2 separate regions of the Mus musculus genome follow, and region 2 is linked to region 1. A link is a contact called in public HiCAR-type data. All regions are on one chromosome and are shown on one strand. Each heading gives the region's core, a stretch centred on a gene start, on an enhancer-like site or on the middle of the called end of the contact. The rest is flanking DNA. Distances are from core to core; before and after follow the strand shown.

Evidence for each region. HiCAR-type assays count read pairs that join an accessible place to other places.
Region 2: a contact with region 1 is called in a HiCAR-type map of astrocytes, with 4 times the contacts expected there. The contact joins the promoter of Serbp1 here to the promoter of Hpgds in region 1. A contact is called at or near these places in 6 of 39 promoter capture datasets (the C10 cell line, cranial neural crest, hippocampal neurons and 2 more), 1 of 115 datasets of contacts at active chromatin or transcription factors (astrocytes) and 1 of 9 other capture datasets (liver).

The regions. Positions count from the first base shown.
Region 1 is chr6:65,143,159-65,148,625 of GRCm38.p6, forward strand. Hpgds (hematopoietic prostaglandin D synthase) reads right to left here and starts at 1,572. Exons shown (of 6, transcript NM_019455.4): 1 at 1,515-1,572.
Region 2 is chr6:67,264,831-67,270,239 of GRCm38.p6, forward strand. Serbp1 (serpine1 mRNA binding protein 1) reads left to right here and starts at 2,149. Exons shown (of 8, transcript NM_001113565.1): 1 at 2,149-2,579. The coding sequence starts at 2,267.

The sequences.
Region 1 (5,467 bases), core at 322-2,821:
TAGGTTTGTATCAATTTTTACTTTTCATAATATCGATATTTCAGTTGATCATAAGAAATATGTGGGAGTGGTCAACAGGGACACCTTTAATGTAAATATTAATAGAATGTGAATTGTGGTAAGATCACTTAAGTCTGATTAGGCAGTTGTGCTATTTTGATTAAAGTAATAAAGTTAAAAATAGTATAATATTTGTAGTCTGTATGTCTAAAAGATGATAGAAATCCAAAGCCAATTCTCTGGCAGAAAGAGTCATCACCGATGGCTAGTTGCAACCCCAATTTTATAATTTATTTAACACCAGTGGCCTAACTGAACTCTCGCACTTCAATAAAAGATATCTGGAACTCAGAGATACTTGGGGTTCCCTGCCACGTTCTTTTCACATGTCCAGCAATTCTGCAATAGCTTGAGTCTGGAGTACACAACTGGAAGCATCCCTGGTCTTGCCGACAGTCTTAACCCCACCCCACATGTGGTGGACACGGCACACTGTTTGCACCTCTATTTGTGTAGAGTCTGGTATTTTAAAATGCAGGAGCTGGATGCAGAGAGCAGCTGAGGAGCTACTGTTCACAGGACATCTTGTCCATGTTGGACATCTTGCCCATGCTGGCATCTCCTAACAGAAGCCACTGCTCCTAACAACTAGGGGATGGAGCGTACAGGATTTCACGATTTCATAGTGCAAGGGGGGAGGGGAGTTTTAGTTCAGACCTGGACAATTTACTGGTAGGGAGTAAAAAATGTAGATCAAAAAAGAAATAGATGACACTTTATTTGCTAAGTTGCTCATTTCAAACACTGGATGCTTAATTTTGAATCAGTGAACTGGGATCTCTATTTTCTATCAAAAACCCCCAGAGAAATGCCACTTTCGAGGCTTGCTTTATGTTAACACCTGAGCACAGGGAGTAGCTACACTGCTCTTTAGGATTGTTAAGTTCAACCATCTGAACTGAAGTAAATCTTTTAAACTATCTCTACTGTCAAATGGTGAAGGAAGCAATTCTTGGACAAGCATAGACACATTTCAACCAAATATGCCTTAACATGATAGAATGTGATGCAAAAAAAGCCCCCGGACACACACACACACACACACACGCACACACACACACACACACACACACACACACACACACACACAGAGCACGCGCACACTCACATGCATGTGTGTGCACACGTATACAGGGTTGAAGGGGCATAAATGAAAATTTATACTGCTTTACATTCTAAAGAAAGTTACCAAGAGAGTTCTAAAGATGTTATCAAGGATGATCAAGATGGGATTTTCTTTTTCCTTCAGGGGTGGTGATGCTCAGGGAATTTCTAGAAGCTTTTGGATCCACAGCTCTTACAGGTTGTCATCCGATTTCTACGTGACCATGTGTGTATGAAAGCCTGGAGTGAGCTGACGCTGTTAAGATGGAACATATAGACCACCGAACAGTCTCAAGCTGGGGAAGACGGGGAGAATCAAACAGAAAGAAGAAAGAGTTCGTGTCACTTACCTATGCAGAGAGCCTTTCCTGTGCCGTGTCTCCGTGTCTCAGTTCCTGTCTGTACAGTGGTTTCTGTGATGAGTGGCAGTCACAAGACAGCCAGAGGCCACTTCCTCCACCTAAAAGCCTTCCTGCCTTTCTCACATGAGATGCACGAGTCCAAAGTTCAGCCTGTAAAGAGCTCTGGGTAGCTTTTGTCATCATTTCACAAGCTCTCTACATTAGTCCAACGTATTTGCATAAAGAGTAAAGTCGCAGTCACAGGTGCTTGTGTGTACAGATTGCTACAAGCTCTTTATTCTTAGTCTTACACCACAGACTTCTGGGGAATGAGAAAACAAGCCCTGTCACGTTTTCTTACAGAGACAAAAGTGTCTTACTTCATTTCCCAGTCTCCCTGGAGACGCCTTTGCCCCGTGCCTTCTCACCCGCGTCCACCCCCAGCACACGCACCGTTTGCTCACCGTTTGCTCTTCATCATGACGTCCCTCACTGCATGATTTATTTGTTTGGTCCCTGCCCTCACACAAGCAGTGTCTGTAACATCCAGTGCTTCAATGTTCCCTCTTTTGAGCTTTCTCCCTTCTACAGGATTGTTGGACATGTCACATAGACCCTGATCTCTATCTGATGGCTGAACGCTCTTAGCATTTCGGCATGGGTCAGACTTTTAAAGACTACATTTGCATGGTTGCTTGAGTTCTGTTTACACTCATTTCTTGGAAGAGGTCCACAGTTTGAAAGAGTCTTAGTGTACAAGATTCAAATACTCCATGAGAGTACCTTTTTCTAGTAGGAACTCATATCTATCAGCTTTAAATTATAACACAAGTTTAATTTCAGTGATAATATTAGCACAGCTTACTGAAAATGTCCAATAAAATATCTGCCTGTGCATCCTGAAATCTGGAAGTTACCCAATGAGACATTGAAACCACACGGTGCTTTTCATGTCCCCAGAACAATCATACCTAGGGGCAACTCTTTTTTTTTTTTAATTTAATTTTATTTTTATTAGGTATTTTCCTCGTTTACATTTTCAATGCTATCCCAAAAGTCCGCCATACCCACCCCCCCAATCCACTACCCACCCACTCCCCCGTTTTGGCCCTGGGGTTCCCCTGTACTGGGGCATATACAGTTTGCAAGTCCAATGGGCCTCTCTTTGCAGTGATGGCCAACTAGGCCATCTTTTGATACATATGCAGCTATAGTCAAGAGCTCCAGGGTACTGGTTAGTTCATAATGTTGTTCCACCTATAGGGTTGCAGTTCCCTTTAGCTCCTTGGGTAATTTCTCTAGCTCCTCCATTGGGGGCCGTGTGACCCATCCAATAGCTGACTGTGATCATCCACTTCTGTGTTTGCTAGGCCCCGGCATAGTCTCACAAGAGACAGCTATATCTGGGTCTAGGGGCAACTCTTATCAACCATGTCATAAGATCCATTTCAAACGAGCTTCTTTTTACTTTGAAAAAGAAAACAAAAAACCTCCAATGATAAATGAGAAAAATATAAATATACATAATATAAATATAAAAATTATATAAATGTAAATAATATAAATACTAATTTGTAAAAAGTTTAAGAAGACACGGGTACAGCCTCTTTTCTGCTCATTACAAGAAGCGAAATAGATGCTGTCTGAGGTGAGGTTAATGGACACAGTGATAAAGGCTCTCACTGAAAACTGTGTAAAATCAGCTGCAAAATGAACGACGGTAGGGTTGTAGCTGGACGAGATCAACATCAGGACCAGATTATCCTTCACCAATGTTTCATGGGGGCTTCTCTTCCACTGGATCTTATTTTAAATCAGCCCACGCATCATTTTCCCTTTATGTTGATAAAGAGGAAGTATTTAAACCCACTTGCTCCTCCATTTGTGGCCTCTGAGTTGCTGGGGAAGAAAGGTCTACAGAGGAAATCCACAAAGTTTCCTTTGTCAGCTTGGGTATCTTTTATTTAGTTTTCTACCATAATCAGTTACTTAGGAAACTAAAACTTGGCCTGATGAAATATTCAAACTTGGGATGGAGGAGTCAGCAAGGCCAACTGTATTTGTTTCAATTTCTAAACTAACTGAGTGGCTAAATGTATGGAAAACGAATTATTGTCTATTTTTCCAGATTTCAAAAAAGTGATTATACTGTTTTCTTTGTCTACCTCCTCAGACACTGTGAAGAACAATACAAGTAAAAGTCATATAAATTCGCTGAAATGTTGAGTGCTCCCTGTAGGCTGTGGACTGAGCACAGTCCTGGCCTGTGTTAGCTCCCCATCTCCATAAAGCATTATGCACAGCCTTGACTGTGGCACACAACGGACCAGAGCTTATTAAAGCAGCACTTAGAGATGAAGAAGTATCCAGATACCTCTTTCTAACTTGCAAGATTTCATGTATATTCTTTTTATGTATAGGGACATAAAAATACTGAAATAGAATAAGTCAAATTAATTTTCAAGATTGTTCCAGAATCAATTTATGTCATTTCTATATCACTTCATCATGCTCTGTGGGAGGAAAGACTAAGCAATAAGTACAATTTCTGGATTAACCCTGTTCTGGTACCCTCAAAAGATGTAATTCTGAAAATTGAAGGCTTGGTCACTGCTGAAGTGCTCAGACAGTTTCCAGAAAACACTCCTCTCTGGCAAGACAGTGAGTGGGAACTGAGGCAAAGAGCACAGGCCCTGTGGACTGAGGGGACAGATCCTTGAGCTGTCTTCAGCCTAAAGCCTGGTAACCAAGACAAGATACTCAAAGGACGAGTATTCCATTTCATAGTCCATAGCTAGCCCACTATCCATTTATTATTTATGGGTACAATGATTATTCATATAGACATTTAAAGAGGATTTTTGGAAAGCTTCAAGTATCTTCCCAAAATTTATTTGTAAAGTTTATTTATTTTAGTTTTTTGACAATTTCGTACATTGTATTTTGGACTCAAAATACAATGGGCTCTGCCCAGATTCACTCCACATTCCAGATTCACTGATCTTTGTGTCTTTGTTCTTAAACCCATTCGACCCAACTAATGCTCTCCATATTCCCTTGGCTGTATGGTCATTTACTGGAACATGTTTTAACTACCAGAAGCTCCTCCCTTAAGGAAAACAGACTCTTTTTCCTAGCAGTATCAGTTACCAAATAGCTTCTCAACCAGGGATAGGACTTTGTGACTACCTTTCCCTTCTATGCTAGTATTTTTTTCTGGTCTGAGCTTATGAAGATCTTGTGTATGCTGTTATAATCACTGTAATTTCATATGTGCAACTGCACTTTTATGTCCAGAAAACACTGCTGAAGTCATCCACCACCTTCGGCTCTCAAAATCTTTCTGCCCCTTCTTCTTTGAGTCTTGGGAGTGGTGTGATATAGATAGATGTCTTGCTTAGGGCTAAACACTCCACAGTTTCTTATTCTGTGCACCACATCCAATTGTGGGTTTTTATGTAAGTTACCTTGTACAGCAAAAAGAAGCTTCTCTGATGGGAACTGAGAGATTCACCAATCTGTGGCTGTAACAAAAAGTCACTAGGATTCTATGTCCCTGGATTCGTTAGGGTTTCTATTGCTGTGAAGAGACACTATGACCAAGGCAACTTTTATAATGGACAACATTTAATTGGGCGTTGGCTTACAGGTTTAGAGGTTTAATCCCTTATCATCACGGTGGGAAGTATGACAATAGTTCAGGCAGACATGTTGCTGGAGGAGCTGAAAGTTCTACATCTTGATTCAAAGACAGCCAGAAGAAGATTGTCCCTTAGTCCCTTAGTCTATAAGAATCTTATTAGGGTTAAAGGTCTAAAGTTCAAAGTCTCTTCTGAAATTCATGCAATCATTTAATTGTAATCCCCTATAAAATAAAAATCAAAAAGTAGATCACATGCCTCCAACGTCACAGGCTATATACACTACCATTCTAAAAGATCAGAGTGAGGAAATATTGGACC
Region 2 (5,409 bases), core at 899-3,398, 2.1 Mb after region 1:
GGATTGAGATTGTTAAGAAATGTGTGAGCATAGCTGGAGACATGGCTGTCAGTAAAGTGCTTGCCTTGAAAGCATGAGGACCTGGATTCAATCACCAGCACCCAGATAAAAATGTGTGCATCTGTTACTCTAGCACTGAAATGGAGGACTACAGAGAACTTCTGGAGTTTGCTAGCCAGCCGCTCGTGCCAACCAGTGAGCTCTAGGTTCAGTGGGGGATCTTATCTCAAAAAAGTAACGTGAGGAAGTGAATGAGGAGAACTCCTAGCATCAGCCTCTGCCTTCACGTGTGTGGCCACATGTACGCACAGAGAAATGTGTGAGAGCAAGATTTGAACATGGCTGAAAACTGAGTACCAGCATCAAAGGAGCAAGCGCTTTTGAGGTTTCCTAGTAGGCCAGTATCAGACACATCAGCTGTGTATTTAGTCAAGGTACTTGGATAGTTTCCACATTTACTGATAGAATATTCTCAAGAGAAGCGTGCTTGCTATACATAAAAACTGTCATGTTGCATGAGTATACGTACAAGAATGTAATGTGGGTCATGAAATGCTGTGGAGCCTTGATTTGAGTAAGAGCTGGAGAGTCTCCTCTGCTCTTACTGTGAGGATTATCCTATAAATGTTCTTACTGATAGTAGCAGACATTCTTTAGACATTAAAAAAAAACACTTTTATCTGTTATTTATTTATGTGTGTTTGAGTGTGAATGTACCACAGTATGAGTGTAGAGATCAGAAAACTACTATGGGAATCCCATTTTGCCTTTCATTCTGTTGATCCAGGAGACGGATTCAAAGGGTTGTTTAAACTTGATTAGTTATTGGAATTTCAGCACTTGTTGTAATTTCTATCAGGACAGAACTTGGTTTACAGAATTGATGTCAACAGTCTCATAGTGCAGCTAGAAGATTGCCACTAGCACTTAAGTGTGACCTTAGTAAGTTTTATCAATTCTGACAGTTTCATCCCTGTGAGAAAGGGATAGTTATTTATCTAAAAGGATGTGAGGATGAAACATTCGTAGCACCTGCTGCCTGAGGTATGTTTTCTATTACATAATGTATCAATGGAAAAGATTTAAAATTATAGTGTGTATTGGCACTGGATTGTCTTAGTGGGATTTAAGGTTCCCAACTAATGTCAGAGTTAGCATATAATTACGAAATTAGTTTCCTCCCTTCACACATAATACCCAATGTACTATAAAACATTTCCTCTTGAGCACATTTGGGGAGCTGGAGACAGGGTTTTTTCTTATGAAATCCCTGCGGTCCTGGAACTTGCTCTGTAGACCTGGTTAGCCTTGAACTCTGCCTCCTAAGTGTTCAGATTAAAGGCATGCGCCACCACCCCAGGCTCTGGAGCACATTTTACTAACACCGCTGACCAGATACCGACAGATCAATTTATCGCGTTGATTCTAGAAAGCGTTTCCACAAACACTGTTTTAGAGGATGGCCGAGCGTGCAGTTGTGCAGTCAGGACTTAACAGCTCTTAAAGCATGGTTGCAATGACCGGAAAAGGCGCGCAACCCAATTAGTTCAACTCCTCTTTTGGATTCCTTCTGCCACGCAGATTCAACCCTGGAACTCCGTTCCACATTAAACCGAATTGCCTTGATTCGTTACGAAGGGTGGAGGGACAGCTCTAGAAATCCAACAGTCAGGGACGAGCAGCCGTGCGGTCGCAACCTACCGGAGGCTACTGTGGCACCCCCCACCCCCCGGAAGTTTTTGAGGCTCCAGTTACTAGGTCTGGGAGTCACCTTGACCCTCCCAGAAAGGTGGGGAAAGTCCTGGCCGGAGACAGAATGAGTGAAACCAAAGACAGAGAACACTTTCGTGAGCAGAAGACGCCCTCACGTTTTCCTGTTCTCAGAGGTATCTAAAGACCGAGAGTTTAAGGGTGACAAGAGCAGGTGGCAGAACTCCGCCCCGTACTCGCTTCCCCACCTTCAGCGAGCACGCTGCACACTTTCCTTGAGATCCCGCCTCTCAGGCGCGCGCGAAGAGTTGCTGCGCAGTGCACGCTGGGAGTTGAAGTTCAGGAGTAGACAGCCATCCCGGGCTAATCAGTTGTGGCCTACAGGCCCCATGGTGCCGTGCGGCGCAGGCCGCTCCCGGATGTGTGCTTGGCGCCGGAAGAGAAGGCGGCCCCCCTCTCTCGGCCCGGCCATCTTGTGGGAAGAGCTGAAGCAGGCGCTTTTGGCTCGGCGCGGTCCGCTGCAATCCGTGGAGGAACGCGCCGCCGAGCCACCATCATGCCTGGGCACCTACAGGAAGGCTTCGGCTGCGTGGTCACCAACCGATTCGACCAGCTATTTGACGACGAATCGGACCCTTTCGAGGTACTGAAGGCAGCAGAGAACAAGAAAAAAGAAGCCGGCGGGGGCGGCGTTGGGGGCCCCGGGGCCAAGAGCGCGGCTCAGGCCGCGGCCCAGACCAACTCCAACGCGGCGGGCAAACAGTTGCGTAAAGAGTCCCAGAAAGACCGCAAGAACCCGCTGCCCCCCAGCGTCGGCGTGGCCGACAAAAAGGAGGAGACGCAGCCGCCGGTGGCGCTTAAGAAAGAAGGTAAAGCCGGGCGAGGCGGTGGGGAGCCCGGGCTGGCGGGCAGGACGGGGGCGTGCGCCGCCGCTTGCTCGTGCAGGCGGCGGGGCCGCAGAGCCCTCGGAGCCCCTTCACGGTGCGGGGAACGTGGCTGGTCCCAAGTCCACGCCGCTCTCTCGGTCGCTTGCTCGCTCGCAGGCTCGGCGGGAGCCTTCCTTCCCGCCTCGGGCGGACGGAGCGTGCTCCGAGAGGGCGGCCCGGGCGTTCCCGCCGATTCCTGCCGGGCGCTAGCCTCCTGGCTCTAGGCGCTCGGGAAGCAGCGCGGGCATTGCTTCCTGCCCGGCGGGCTCCTGGCTGCCGCTGCCTGCTGTGGGCTCCTGCCCTGCCATCTTGTCCCACAATGGCGCGGACCCTCAAGGAAAGGCCCGGGCTCAGAGTTTCCACTTGGGCTGCGTCTCCGTTTGGGGGTCCCTGTTAGAGTGGAGGGAGGGAGGAGTTGCTGTTTGGGTCCCACGTGTGTGTTTTGTGTTGTGCCCTTTCGCTCTTACGTTAGAAGAAGTTCCTGTAACTTACTGGCGAGAACTAAAGTGTTGGAGAGGAGAAGAATTTAGCCCCACTCATTTTAGAGGGAGTTCCGAATAAAAAACTGGTCATTAGTGGAACCCATCTCATGTCTCCATCTCTTCTTCCAACTAACTCCCTGGAGCCCCCAGGTCATAGGGCTTTGCTTGTTCTGGGCCTCGTGGGCGAAATGAGTGCCCAGCCTGTCATGTCCCGGCAGCAGAACTCAGGCTGCAGCTTTTCCTCCGCACGTGCGTAAAGCGTGGTCGGGTCTTCATTGGCGGCTAATGGTCTCTTCAAGGGCACTAGAAGTTTCATAGTTGTTTTGATTTTAGCATTCTTCTCCATTACTGGCTTATTGTGGATGAAAAGGCAAAGCAATTAGGGGCTAAAAAAGTGAAAAATCAATAGCGAGTACATATAGAATAACCTGTGAATCTTTAAAATTGGTATTATGTTAAAGTGCCTCTCAATGCCACGTGCTCATGAAAGGAATTGTTTCTCATTAGATTGTGTTAGGTTTGAAGTTTTTTGGGGGTGGTGGTGTCTTTCAATGAAGGCTTAGAGTAAAACATCCAGTTCCTAGTAGATTTATAAAAGGGAAGAGTTCTATTAATATATTTGGAAGCATAGTCTGGAGTGTTAGAAAACATCACTTGGGCAGAAGTACTGAGCGGATTAAGCTTCTTGACATTACATAGTTGAATAAGACATTTAATTTCTGTGTTAGGGACACTAGATAGTGTTATTTAAACTACTAAAATTTACCTCCTTTATGACTGTAATTCACAGAAGTACATGAATAAGTTGAGTAAATAAAACACATCACATAGATGAACTCAAAAAATGGTCAAAACATGAAGCATGATTTTAAATTATTCAATTTTCATCACAAAGCCAATTTATGATCTTGCCTGTAAACTAGCATAAGTCATCAATGGAGGACATTTTTATTTATAGCCAGGATTACGTTTGTCATTTACTTCAGAAAACTTTTTCACAATAGTAGTCAACCTTTTTTTTAGTTACGTCCAAGTCTTCCATGGGTTGTACTGGGTATTGAACTTAGAACCTTGTCCTTGCTGGGGAAAATTTTGCATTACACATCTCAAACCCTTAGATCACTCTTTAAAACCAGAGTTGATTTTAAATAAGGTTATATATACATATGGGGAAATTTTGAATAAAACTTCCAGTTAGTGCTGTGTGGTGGTGGTTGGTAGACTTGTAAACAAAGTACCTATCTGTAAGAGTGGAAACAATTGTTAACCTATGGTGTGTCCTGTGTCTCGGGAACACAATGCTGGAATGTAATGTTTTTCTACATAAATTTTGATGCATTTGTCTATTTGAAGAACTTGAATTGGCAAAATGTCATTAAAAGTAGACCAGGTTTTTTGTGTTTAGCAAAAAAAGAAAAGCAACTCTGGATATTAGTGCAGTTAAGAAACTCATGTATCTGGTAAGTACAGTAAAAGAACCTTGTATGCTTTTTAAAAAATTTTTTTTCAGTAGATGAATTTATATTTTGTGGTAAAAGTGGCCGAACCCAGCATTTTGCAAACTAAGTGAAAGTAGCTCTCACTGAGCTACACTCCCAACCACTTGATGAGTTTAGTAAGTTTTTTTCTGATTATGTAGGCCTCATACTGAATATTGGGTGGGGAAGCAAGCCATTGTTCCTTGGGTGTGTTTAGCTTGGTTATCATTACAAGTTCTGAGCTGGTTCTATAGCTCCACCCCAATACACTATACCTCTGATGAAATTTATGTAAATGCCACGGCATAAGGGCTACATTTAAGGCTTGCCCTGAGAATTTACAGAGACTGAGCTTAAATATTAAGGAATTTCACCTTTACTGTATGACTATAGTTAAAGATATCTGAACAAATGAATATATCCTGATGGTGTTCCATTTTCTTAGAATTAGTCACATGTTTAAATATTTTACAAAAACAATTTCTCAGCTGATTTTGTTTTTTTGACTATCAACACCTATGGCTTGGAAATTAGAGCATGTCTGAAATGTTAGGCATGCATTTAACTATCAACTTGTCCTTTAGACTACCAATAATTCAATTTAAATTGGTTCTTTTTTTGTGAGTTTCGTAAGTTATCAGGAGAAATAAAGGCAGGAAAATTAGTTAATGCTTTAAATACCACTTAGTGCCATAAGTTTTCTATTTTCCTTTTTTTGAGAGGGTTCTGTGACAATTCAGGGCTGTGCATGTTACTGACACCCTGGTAATGAGCTACATTTGCAGCCCCCTGAGCATGTAATTGCTAAAAGAA